Regions from separate parts of the Mus musculus genome. Here region 2 is linked to region 1. Evidence: chromatin contacts called from public promoter capture Hi-C data. All regions are on one chromosome and are shown on one strand. The core of a region is the stretch at or near the end of the contact, and the rest is flanking DNA. Distances in the headings are between cores, read along the strand shown.

Region 1 (6,532 bases), core at 2,359-4,858:
TGGCTTTCCATTGCCAGTCAGTAGGGTGGAGGACAGGCTGGCAGAAAGACAAGAATGAACTAACTCACCCAGTTTCAGGCTACATGAAACTTTCTTAGTTGAGGGAAGTATCTAGAGAGGTCAAGAGCAATAATAAACTCAACAGATACTTCTCTGGAAAATTACAGGCTGTCGCAAAGAAAAAGGAGTAAGGAAGATAGAAAATGATACAAAAAGAAGCCAGACCAAGTTAGGAGTAGAAAGGAATATTTTAGTTTAATGAGTGATAAAAATGCTGTGCTAAATTCTGTTCTAGAGTATTACCGCAGGCAAATTTGTACAAAATAGGGTGAGAAAAAAATTGGGCCATAAGAAATCAATGCCAAATGTAATAAAATTGAAAATTAAACTCGGAATCACAGCTGTTTTTAGTATCAATATTGCCTTCTTATAGACGAGAATGTTAAATCATGGGTTAATGAACACCATTATCTTAATTTATTTGCACTATTATATTTAAATCATTTTACTATAAAGAGTAGAGATGGAAAAATTACCTTCTTACATCTGATTCACACCCAAACTGAATGAACCACATAATGATCATCTTAATCACAGGCTATTTTGAAACCTTGTGGAAAACTAATGCTCGTAAACTTCTGTGAGGACAGTGGTGTGCTCTGAGTCATGGAAGATCCACCCCAGAAGTGACATCTAATCATCAGTAAGCAGGTGCATGGAGCCTGCACCCAGGGACAGCCTTAAGACCTATTTCGATTTTTTTTTTAAAACAAACCTGGTTATATATGGTCACTTTGATCTATCAAATAGTGGTAAATAAGGTTGTCACCTCCGCCCTCTTGCTCTTTTCCTAAGTTCAGGGCATAGAAATTTAGCACAGGAGAGTACAGAAGAGGGTGGAGATGTTTTACCTGTGAATGAGTGTGATCATCATCAAAGCTTCTATGTGTAGGAATGCTGTTGTAAATACCTTGTTGTTTTCCATACTCAAGTATGCCTCTCTTATTCGTTCTTGTGAGTGGCAGATGACTTCACTACTGAATCTCACTCCAGTTGTAGATGGCCAGAGGCCATCTTCAGAGTTATAAAAGCTCTCTAGGTTGCTTCATTGGAAAGATCCCTCTTCTGGTAGTGCAGTGAGCATGTATGAGTAGCAGTTACCCTTGAGGTGTCAGATTTGAGGTGTCAGAAAGGAGCTCTGTGGGTCTCCATAGCTGGCCATCGCTGTCAGCCCTCTCAGCTTTATTTTGCAACCTCCTTACGATTTCTTTGTTTTTAGTCCAGGATGCCAGCTCACCTTCTCATAAAACTTTATATCCAAATGAGAATTTTAATCAGCTACATACATTGAGTTGTGGACATACGTTGGATATATTTCCTTATTTTCTTGTAGCAATTTTAAACATTATGAGTCATAACTCAAAATATAATGTTACTCTCGATATATTCACATAACTCCCCAGAAAGAACCCTTCCAGGGTTCCTGACACTTCTGTGCCAGCTCTGCACTCAAGAAAACCTCCTTCCCACTCATGGAGACTAAGGCAACTGTTTCTTCTGAACAGCAGGTCCACTCACAGAAATATTTTCATACATATACCCTTCATGGATTGGGCTTTTGTAGGACATCATACTGTATGCATATTTTAGTGGCAAACATTTAATTTTTAAGCCTCAATTCTACTAGTACCATGGGAGCCTTGTGTCCTGTTGAAGAGAGTTTAGTCACCAAAATAATGGCATCATTGGGGAACTTAGACTATCTTTAGCATGGTTTGGAAATATAATAGGTAAGCTGAGGTATTTTGAAAAGATTTATGCCTCAAAGATGTGGATGAGTCTTTGTAAATGTCCAGCCTTAGAATGATGAAATTCAGAATGCTGAGACCAGGAAGTCCAAGGACCACTGTATTAGATTGGTGAGCCTTATCCTTTTCTCCAACAGTATCTTCTGTGCATCTCAGCCACCTCTTTTTCCTTCTGTTAAACTATCCAGCAGAGGGATATTATTTACTTGGGCTTTAGTAGTGAAATAAAGTACTATCTAAGAATGGACGAAGTCATCAAGACTTTCAATGTAATAATATATTATTCTATAATATATAATATTATAGAATATATAATATATGTTATATCAATGTTATTAATGTTATTATGTTATTAATATAAGTATAATACAATAAATTATTAGTATAGTATATTATATAATACAGTGTTTTTATACACTACTATGTCACTGTAATGAGCATACTATTTAAAAAGGCAAAGTTGTGGTGGGGGTGAAGGTTGAAAGGGGACATTAAAATTATTGGGGCTTAGACTATAGGCAAGATGCTATTTTATATTACATCACCAAATTGAATTATTATTTAATCGATGCAAAATTTAGCCACAAAAATTTAACCTGGTTCAAGGTCACAGCTAGTAGAATTGCCCAGCTGGAATGTAACCCTAGATGTAGTAAATTATTCTTTATTTTATTTCCAGGTTACATATAGTCCAAGCAATGGGAGCCCAGATGCAAACTTGTCATGTGAAACAGCAGTTCATACTTGGCTCACCCCCTGCTTCTTCTCACACTCACTGCCAGCAACAGCACTCAGCTGCTTTGAGCCATGTTTCTTGTCTCTGAATATCTAACCATCATTCAGCTTTGATGCTACTCAGCTTTGAATGAAATTACTCAACTTTGTCTTTTGCTTTTGAGACTATATTTAGATATCTCTTCTCATGAAATCATAGTATATCTCTTGACTATTCTGCTTTTCATAACACTCCCTAAAGCCCCATCTTTTTCCCTTTAGAGGAATATGTCTTACCTTTTATTTACCTCAGTGTTCAGCATTTATCACAACCAAGAGCAACCTATCCCCAGATGCTCTAGCAGTTGTCTTATGGCACATTTCACAGCATGTCTTTGTTTTATGATGTCAATGATGATGACACACATTACCTTTATCTCTGTTTGTTTTCTGTTTTCCTATCACTGACTTATTTCTCTTATGATGATGGCAGCTGCCTTTCCCCATATGTTCAATGTATTAGTCAGAGAAGATATTCATTTTAGAGAATCTTGAATGATCAAAAGTATTCAATATTTGCATTATGCCATACAATTAAAATGAAAGGAATTCTAGAATACAAGGAATAATGTATGAGGTCAACCAGAATCAATAATATAAGCTTGCTTCTCCAGAAAGAGCCAGCTCCCTCATCCTCAGGTACAGATTCCCTGGTTCCCAATTCTGTAGAAAATGAGCCCTTGAAGGGGGGTTACTCTGCTGTCTTCCTTGTTGTCTGCTAAAATTGAAAGGGGAGAGGAATAGAGAAGTCAGCAATATCACAGACGAGCCACTAAGTTTCATGTCATTTATATACATATTTAAAATATATATGCTATAATAATATTAAAATCATTCAATTTCATGAGAACATATCCTGACAACTTTGAATTGAAATTATAGCTCATTACAAATTTTCTTCAATTTGCTTGAGCATAATTTCACTTGAATGGAGTTATCTTTAAACTATTGTGGTCATCACAATAGGAAACAGGGAGTGTCTGAGTCAGAGGCTTTATATTTCAGAGTAATGCAGGGAACTCTTCCAGACTCACCCAACCAGCTGCAACTTCCTCTATGAAGAGAGTAAGGTAAATGCTTCAGATGTCCACGGTGTAAAGCTGAGAGGGAGGGGGTGGAGTGAATCTTCAGTTCTTTTTGGTGCATGAGACATTAAATGCATCAAGCTTTCCGAAAAGTCTTCAGCTCTCTGGCTTATGGCTTCTCCCGATTCGCTTTGACTAGCGTCACAGAGAATGACATTCACCACAGTGTGGGAGATCAGCTATCAGTCAAGATTTTATGTTCATTTTTTTTTCCAAAAGATAAATGGGGAAATATGTATGAATCTAGCTTTTTTATTTTGTGTGTTCCTATTTAGGTCACTCACTATTTGTCGGAATTTACCAATGCTTTAAAATAGAATCAATCATAATGTAAGACAGTCATATGGATAAAACTTCATCAAAGTTAGCACTTTTTAAAATAAATAGAAAGGTTTGAGAATAATTCTGGAGAGCAGTAGTTGTCTTATAATATATTATTTGGAGTACTGTTGACAAAAATTAAATTCCTTTAATAGTTATGCTGTTCTTATATATGATTTAATGCAGTAATTATATAAGCTTTCTGCTAGTAATTAATTATTAGGAGCAATTAATTTTTATTGCATAGTAAAAATTACTCTAAGATTACATATGCTTTTACCATGAAGCCAAACCATATATTTTATCAACCAAGGGCCACAAATCAGAGTCATTGTATTCTATATATTATTGAAGGTGACATATGTAAGTTTTCTTGTGCTTCATTTTAAAAATAATTTCCTTGATACTTTAATTAGATTATTATAGGAAAGCTTTGGTGAAACCTGTATTTTCTTGTCGTTGCTTTACTCTTGTTTTGACACAAATATATTGACACCAGAGGAGAGACAGAAAATGTTGTTAGTGTTGAAACAGTTCACAGCTAACCAAAGCTGTGATTTTTTCATCTGAAATTTCAGAACTAAGAATGTTCATGAGAATTTTCTACTTTGTATTAAGTTTAAAATTAGAAAACGTTTCTTACTATTTTGTAATTTTATATAAAACTTAGTCTATGGAAGAAACAAGAGAATATGGTTTGGGGATTACATTAAGTTTTCCTCTCTGTAGCCAAATTCTTTTGTAATTAAAAAGTTTGTTGTTTGTTGTTTTTGCTTTTGTTTTTGTTTAGTTTTTTTTGTCACAACATGATGGGTGACACTGTAGTGGCATCTTATGTGGCTTGAGCCCAAATTACTTTCCTTTACAACTGTCTTAGTTACATAACTAAGGACCAAGTGTTTGGCATATGTTGATGATTTTCCAAACATTGTTTATTTTTATTGGCAATTTACATATTTATTTTTAAGTTGCTGCAAAGTTTTTATAGGAAGAAGGAAAAATCTTTGGATGCTAATATTTATTCATCTCTCAGCAGGGGACATCATAGCATTATTCCCCTAGTCAGCCTTAAGTAAAGTTGTCTGTTTGCCTATGGAATGCAGGTCTCCTCTACAAAGAGGAGAGGGGCTTGCATTTAATGAACATACAGTACACCAATCAACTATGCAAAATATAATTTTTCTGGAATTTATTTCAACCTGCGTGAGCCTGTTAATGTAAGAGTGATTAAATGTATTTAGGGCTATCCATCATTTTATAAGTTAAGACTTCAAGATTTATTATTGTCTGGGAATGTCTTGGCTCATCGTTTTCTGTAATTACTTTTTATCAGTATGATTTGGATGCCATGAAATCCATCATATTCAATGAAATTAGTTACACTAATTTTTTTAAATGAGAAAATTCCTGTGTTAGTTTTCTTGTCTTTTTGATATAATAACCATTTTGTGAAACATTACCACGTTGACCAAAAGTTTAGAAAAGAAAAGCTTTTATTGTTTGGAATGTAAAGAATAATGTTGAAAACTCAGAAATTATTCTCTCTTTTTTTAACTAAAAAGTGTAAATTAGCAAGACATTTGTAACCAAATGGGAGAATTGGGGTTTAACTTGAAGTAAAATTTAACCTGATAGCCTCCGCTGGCCTAAAACCCTTTTAGTTTCATTTTAATGGCTCAGCCGCCACCATGTCAGTGTGTTAAAATGTTCCCACGGACACAATATTCCTGTGAGCTCTGGATGGAGCTCCTATGTGTTTGCTGTTAAGGTGATTTCTAAGAGCAATCCCATTCATTTGCACTGAGTGTCCACTGCCAACAGGGAGTCCTGAAACTTTTGAAGACAGAGATTCTAAACACATCTTGTAGAAGAAATCCTTATGCTTCTAAAATTAATGAAAAAAAAACCTATCAGTATGTGTTTAATTTTTTGCTTCATATTTTTATTAATTTGGTTCATGATTTTTCAAGTTACAGTTGTAATACTTATTCCTAAGGCCAAAATACAATTCAGTCACATAAAGGCTTAGGGACCATAGATAGTACCAGTGTCACTCAGTGTGCAAGGCTGGCCTGTCGTCACTCACTACCAAACCCATCCAGAGCCCCAATTGTATTTTCATGTTTCTCTTTTGCTATAATGTTTTATTTGTAGTGCCACTTGGAATCACCAGTGTTCTCTGTCCTGGATGAATTGGATAAGATATGAAATCAGTTAAATAATTTCTGGGTAGTTTTATCTAATTTCAATTTTGACATTGCTAGAAAACCCAAAGATTTGTGTACTAAATTACACCATCAGACCAAAATAATGTTTTCCTTCCTTCCCTGACTTACCCTTTGTTGTTGTTCCTCTTCTTCTTTTTGTTGTTGTTGCTGATGTTGAGATAGGGACACATGGTGTAGCACTTGCTAGCCTGGAGTTTACTGTATTGACTAAGCTGGCCTTGAATTCAAAGAAGTCTGCTTGCCTCTACCTCCAGAGTGCTGGGATTTAAAGACCTGAGCTACTGGATCCAGCTTCCTAAATAATTTATAAAAGAAC
Region 2 (6,532 bases), core at 2,136-4,635, 89 kb after region 1:
TGCTGCTGTGTTCCGGCTTGTCTCCTATGATTTGAATTCTCCATTCAGATTTACAGATTTTCTGGTATAAACGCCTTTGTAGTAGTGCTGTCTGTCTCTCAGAGTTTGGAGAAGACCCTCTTAGGTTGGATCTTAGTTCTTCTGTGAGTCCCAAACTTCTCTGCTTCTTCAGGCAGATGTCAGGACACTATTCAAGTCTTTACTTGCCATTTCTATATTTTTCCCTCTTTCCTTTCTATCCTTATGGGATTTTTTCTTCTGTGTGGTTTGTTTTCCTTCATCTCACCTTTTTCTCAAAGTATGTCTTATCCATCCCATTTTCTCCTCTATAGGACAATTTTGGTCTGAGTCAATTTCATTTTTTTTAATATTTTATTAGGTATTTTCCTCATTTACATTTCTAATGCTACCCCAAAAGTCCCCCATACCCTCCACCACCCACTCCCCTACCCACCCACTCCCACTTTTTGGCCCTGGCATTCCCCTGTACTGGAGCATATAAAGTTTGCAAGTCCAATGGGCCTCTTTCCAGTGATGGCCGACTAGGCCATCTTTTGATACATATGCAGCTAGAGTCAAGAGCTCCAGGGTACTGGTTAGTTCATATTGTTGTTCCACCTATAGGGTTGCAGATCCCTTTAGCTCCTTGGGTACTTTCTCTAGCTCCTCCATTGGGGGCCCTGTGATCCATCCAAAAGCTGACTGTGAGCATCCACTTCTGTGTTTGCTAGGCCCCTGCATAGTCTCACAAGAGACAGCTATATCTGGGTCCTTTGAGCAAAATCTTTTGTTTCTATATTATCTTTTACACTTTTCTAATTGTATGTTATGTGAAAGGTATTCTTTATTAAGCTAAATTTGTGAAATTGTACTAATGTAGATGAGAAGGCCACTTGTAAACCTAACCAACAGCCACACTGCTGGCTCATGCAATGGCACCCTTACTATACAAGGCATAGTATAGCAAATCCTGGGCAAGCATTGTCTCATCTGTCCTTCATAAAAGACTGTCATATGTATGTATGTATGTATGTATGTATGTATGTATATGTATGTATATATGAAATATTATATATATGAATGTATGTATGTATGTATATATGAAATATTATATGTATGTATATATGAAATATTATATATATGACATATATGTGTGTATAACAATGCTTAACATAAATGCATATAATATGACAATAATATGACAATAATAACAGAAATTGGAAGTTAAGTGGTTCAAGGTGCTCGTTTGGAGGAGCTCTGGTATCAAGGGTATGGTTTGCCATCTGAAAACAATTTCAGCCTTGCCCTCTGAATAACATGGCTGCAGCCCCTTCTGGTATCACATAGTCATAAAATCAAAGGCACTGACATGGCAGCAGATAGGTATAGGGCATAAACATTTTCCTTAAATATTCCCTTTTCATCTGGAACAATTTGTTTTTGTTTTGTTTTCTGAGAACATACCCATCCCCCAATTCTCCCAGAAGTCATAAAGTAGAACAGAGGTTATCCCTTGAGGTCAAGGTGTATCTGAATAATATACAGATGAAGTGAGGGTAATGGTTGCGGAAGAGGCTTGCTTGTCATCTAAGTAATTATCACTCCCATCTGTGTGGTATTGTTATGAAAGTAATGCTTATAGAAGGTGAGAGATAGATGCACGATTATACAACTAGAAAGTGGAGAAAGGGAAACTTGAAACAGATCTTTCACAATCTTTCATCATCCTTGTCCTTATGCACCACATAACCAGACCTTTCTAGAGAGATTCAGCACTGTCCTCAACTCGCCGAAAAATAATTTAGCAAGAAGCCACTTAAAGTGTTCTTATTGGTATAGGTTAATCAAATTACCTACCTAAGGATAAAAGCCCAAGTTTGAGGGAGCAGCTAGGACAAAATTAATTATTGTACTGCAGGCTCAATTCTAAATGTTGCAGTTGTAACTGGAAGTTCCCTGAGGCTTATAGGAATCAGAATGAGCGTCATCAAATCCTAAGATATAGAAGTCAGAGATTTGGACCAGTGGGAAAAACAATGATGTCTCCCTTGAGGGGAAGAACTTTAATTGAATAAATAAAGATGAGAAATAGCCTAATCTGAAAAAGAAGTGAAACAAAGTGTGGGCAAAGTCTAGGCTCATCTGACATGTTCAGGAAACAGAGCTGCTGATGTGGAGATGGGGAATGGTTGATAAAACATTTAGCTGGTCACATAAATACACCAGTGGGTGCTATCTAGGAGATGGAAACCAAAAAGAGAATGGGTTCAGCAGATAATAGCATCAACTGAGTATTTACAGGGAGAAAGAACAGAACACAGCTTGTAAAAGAGTACATATCAGCCCAAAATGCACCCCTTGGTTTAATGGAATGACATGACATTTGTGGTCTTCATCCCAGATCTCCAGTCAAAGGCATGGAGTACCCCATGAAGTGTGGCACTTTCCATGTTCTTATGTATGTGCTTCCATATAAATGTACAATTAAGAAATGAGAAGTGATCTGGTAGATGTGTTTCCAACTCTTCCTAATAAATTATGACAGTATGAAAATGTTTAGATTCATATCACATTTATTTATGTGTAATTTTTGTCTATTTTTAATTAACATTTTTAGTGTTTTTAGAAAATTGGAAATATTTCCAAAATGAGTGTTCAAGATTACAATTAGCATGTATAGGTTTCTGCCAATTATAAGTCAACATAAGCAGTAGGTTGTCATTGTTTAAAGTAGGTTAATACTGGCGGTGTGATCAAGGCCATATGAAAAGTTCTTTGGGTGTGTCTTGAGACAGTAGGTTAGAATTATTTCAGATTATTATTCCTGAGAGAATCATAGTTTAAAATAATTATTAAATTAGAAAAATCAAGTGTGTTTTTTTCTCTTTCCTCTTTTGTGTGGAGGTTCTTTTGATTCCCTGTAGATCCAAAGGGAAGAAAAGACAACATCCTTTATTGTAAAGACTCCCACAGATGGTGGCTGTCCAAAGGTGGATTGAGTATCATGAAATTCATGCTGTCATTGAATGCAGTGAGAAAGGAGGAGACATGAGTGTGAGTGGTGCAGATTACAGCTAATAGATTTAAAATTGGAAATTGCTAAATTCTTGAATTTTGAATGACATCACACTCTCTAGTTGTTTCTTAAACTGAGTATTACAAGCAAGCATTTCTTTTCTAATGATGTCTTTATGAGTAAAATGTTGAATCATACAAAGAATACAAATTAAAAAGTTTGAAAAAAGAGCTGTGTGGGAGGGGCAGAGTCTTATAAAACCAGTCATTACCTTGTCCACACAGTGCCAGCTTTCCAAGAAGCATTTCCTGTGTGTCAGCCGCTCAGAAGATAACGAGGTAATACAGTGTTTCAGCAATTCCCCCGAGCATCTCTAGTGAATCCAGGGCGTCTTTCTTCTCTCCTCCTTCATAGCAATAGTTACTATATTGAGCTGTGTAGAGGGTAAGTAAAGGAATTGAACCATATTTTCTTTTTCGCTTGTTTAACTAAAGATATTTTGGTTTAAGACTTGAATTAAATTTATGACTGCTTGACTTTGAGTCTTAGAAGTCAGCAAATGCCTGTGTATCACTAGCCAAACTGAAATTGAAATGTACATCTATTGCAGTTTCAATGATAATAGTACTGAGCAGATTATATAATATGTATGTTTTATATTACCTATTGGTTTGATATAAAATCAGGCATAAATAACTACAAATATTAAAATGTTTATACTTAAAATTGAAATTAAGCATTTCATTTTTATATAAAAATAATTTGTTGTAATGTATTTATATTTATAAATATGTGAAGTTCAATTTTCACCTAAAGTTAACAGCCTGAACCTATAAAAATTAAGGAAAAATTTGGGTCAGGACAATCCAGTATCACAATGTATTTATTTGACCTAGTTCTGTAATGGATCAATTCTGTGAAAGAGAAATATCAAGTAAATTAGCTGATGGATTAACCAAACTAACAATTTAACCTTTATCAAGCAGATAATTATTCATTATGGAAACTATCAACTAAAATACTGCTACCAGTTTTTGGAAAATTTGTTTTAGTTTTGATGGTATATTTCCATATCACTACTGCCTTATCTTAGTTTTTACTGAGTTTTGAAAACAATTTAAAAACATCTTTATTATGTGTTTACACACACTAAAATATGTTTGAAACGCTGCAGAAAAATCCAATTTAACATCCAGGTCTAATTCAGAGAGGGAGTGTAGCAGGTGGTGAGCCTATGGTACCTCCCAAATTCATCACCTCTGCCAAGTTTCACCAGTGCATTTGCCAAACTTGTATTGCAGGAACCAACAAAAAGAAGAGAGAGCCCCACCCAGCAGATAATTTCCATTTATTCATCCTAATGCTAATAATAGTGTCATATTTGGAAGCATATGGAATTGTATGGCTTATTATCCTGTCATCATGCTATAACCTCATCCTATCCAAGTGTAAGATGTGGTCTTGTCCAAGAGTCAGGGACCACTATGTGTATATATATATATACTAGTTTGAAGCTTTCAAATATTATTTGAAGAATTTATAGGAAAAGTCCAGATGCTGAAATTAATTAGCTCTGCACTAATTACCTCTTCACATTTTCATTATTATAGCAGAAATCCCAAAGGAGATGGGATATGTGATTATTCCCATTAAACAAAATGTGGCAGAAGTAATTAGGTGATTGCAGTAAAGACACTACCATTTTTATGTAAATGTAATTAACAACACATCATTTAAAAATAGAATTTGGGAACAAGGGTTGTTGTTCAGATGGTGAAGTGCTTTCCTAGCATGCATGATGTCCCAGATTCAATCCCCAGGACTACGTAGATCAGGCTGGGTTGCACACAGGTGTAATCTCAGCACTTGGGAGGCAGACAAAGGAGGATCTGAAGTTCTCCATCCTTCCTGGCTGCATGCTGAGTTCAAGGACCACCTCTCTAGTTCAGAATAATTCAGGTTGTTTAGTTCAATGTTTTTATTTATTGGTAAACTAGAGGTCTGAGCACAGGCCACAGCACAGCTAGCGCTCAGTCACATCCCCAGACTGAGATGACTTCATAAAGGAGTAAATAGATCTGGAAAAATTTCACTCAACTTAGCAATGTTTTTTTTTCTCTATCAAGTTACCTGAAGTCCTAGTTTAGTATTATCTGTCCCTTCTGTGGATTGTCTTGACACTTAAGCTTTTGTAGTGCTAAAGTTTGGCTATATAGATTGTTGCACGGATTTATGAATAGGAGACATCAGAATGTACTCTCCTGGAGTTGATATTCTCCTAGTGCTGATCCCTTACTTGAATTTTCACCTAGAAACAGAAGAACAATTTTAAAGAAATGTTTTAAGGAAGTCTATGTGTGAAGCCTTATTATAATTTTAAGTCACTGGAGGAGAATTTAATTTCTGAACTACCTGCCTTAATCTGGCATCTGAGGTAAAAACAAGTAGGAAAGCAAAACTGCTTTCTTTTACATTAATAAACTTTCAAGGGGGAAATGCAGATGTGCTTCTTTGCTGATTTCTTTTTAAACTTCCCTTTTCTAGTATTTCTCAATATATCAGTTCCATAAAGCTGAAAGCCATAGTGAAGGCTTGCATCAGCACTGGAAGGATTCAACCACCCAGAAGTCAGTGGCAGATGTTAGCCTGCATCTTTGTGATATTACGGTGAACTGTGGGGCCTCAGAAAAGCTGCTTAACCTCCAGGAGCTTTTGAATGTGGTCTGTAGAACAGTCAGTCATATCCACCCCATAGAGTCACAAAAAAGTTAAACAAAAGTATGGGTGCAACACACAAGCCTGGTGACCTGAGTTCTGTCCCCAGAACCCATGTAGACTTGGAAGGAGAAAGCTGGCTTCGTAACGTTGTCCTCTGACACTCATCTAATGACATGTGCACTCTTGCTCATACTTACGTGCCCCCTGCCCCAACACACACTCATAAATTAAGTGAAGAGACAAGGGAATGGAAAAGTGTTGAAGGAGCACAGTTTAATTTATTTAATTTGTCTTTACAAAATGCACTAGCATTTTGTTATAAATGACAACTTTTGGTGCAAATTCTTCTCTTTTCCACAGCACTTCTGTAGAAAGTCAAGACAGTAGCTACAGTCTTGCTTCATCCAGGGAACTCCCCACTACAGTTCTGGAAACTCTTTCTCCCAGAAAGTTTACAAAGACCTGAGTGTTGTCATTGTTTGGTATATTTATTTATTTCCATAATTATAGGTTATTTTATATGATGATGAAAGAAAAATAGACAGCTAGGAAAATGGTGTTGACCTAACATCCCTTTGCACACATACACCCTTTGGTGCGTCCAGGCATCCAGCTGTACACAGGGCCTTAAGTCATGAAAGGTGTGCCTGTCCTTTATTTTTAGATAGCTACAAATTAAGCATATTGTGTGTCTCCTATTGGATTATCCCTGAATTCCTGTGAGCGCTTGGGTTTGTATGACAGGAGAGGAGGTACTAAAGTGAACTTCCCAGTCCACAGGAAATCTATTTAAAGCAA

The links. Promoter capture Hi-C pulls out the DNA fragments that hold promoters and counts their contacts.
Region 2: a promoter capture Hi-C map of the HPC-7 cell line shows a contact between it and region 1, with 3 times the contacts expected there. The contact joins the promoter of Serpinb2 here to the promoter of Serpinb7 in region 1. A contact is called at or near these places in 7 of 39 promoter capture datasets (the HPC-7 cell line, HPC-7-derived erythroid cells, embryonic stem cells and 4 more) and 2 of 9 other capture datasets (adipose tissue and liver).

What each region holds. Positions count from the first base shown.
Region 1 is chr1:107,419,081-107,425,612 of GRCm38.p6, forward strand. It overlaps Serpinb7 (serine (or cysteine) peptidase inhibitor, clade B, member 7), which reads left to right and starts at 3,609. Exons shown (of 8, transcript NM_027548.3): 1 at 3,609-3,652.
Region 2 is chr1:107,508,125-107,514,656 of GRCm38.p6, forward strand. Serpinb2 (serine (or cysteine) peptidase inhibitor, clade B, member 2) reads left to right here and starts at 3,386. Exons shown (of 8, transcript NM_011111.4): 1 at 3,386-3,460.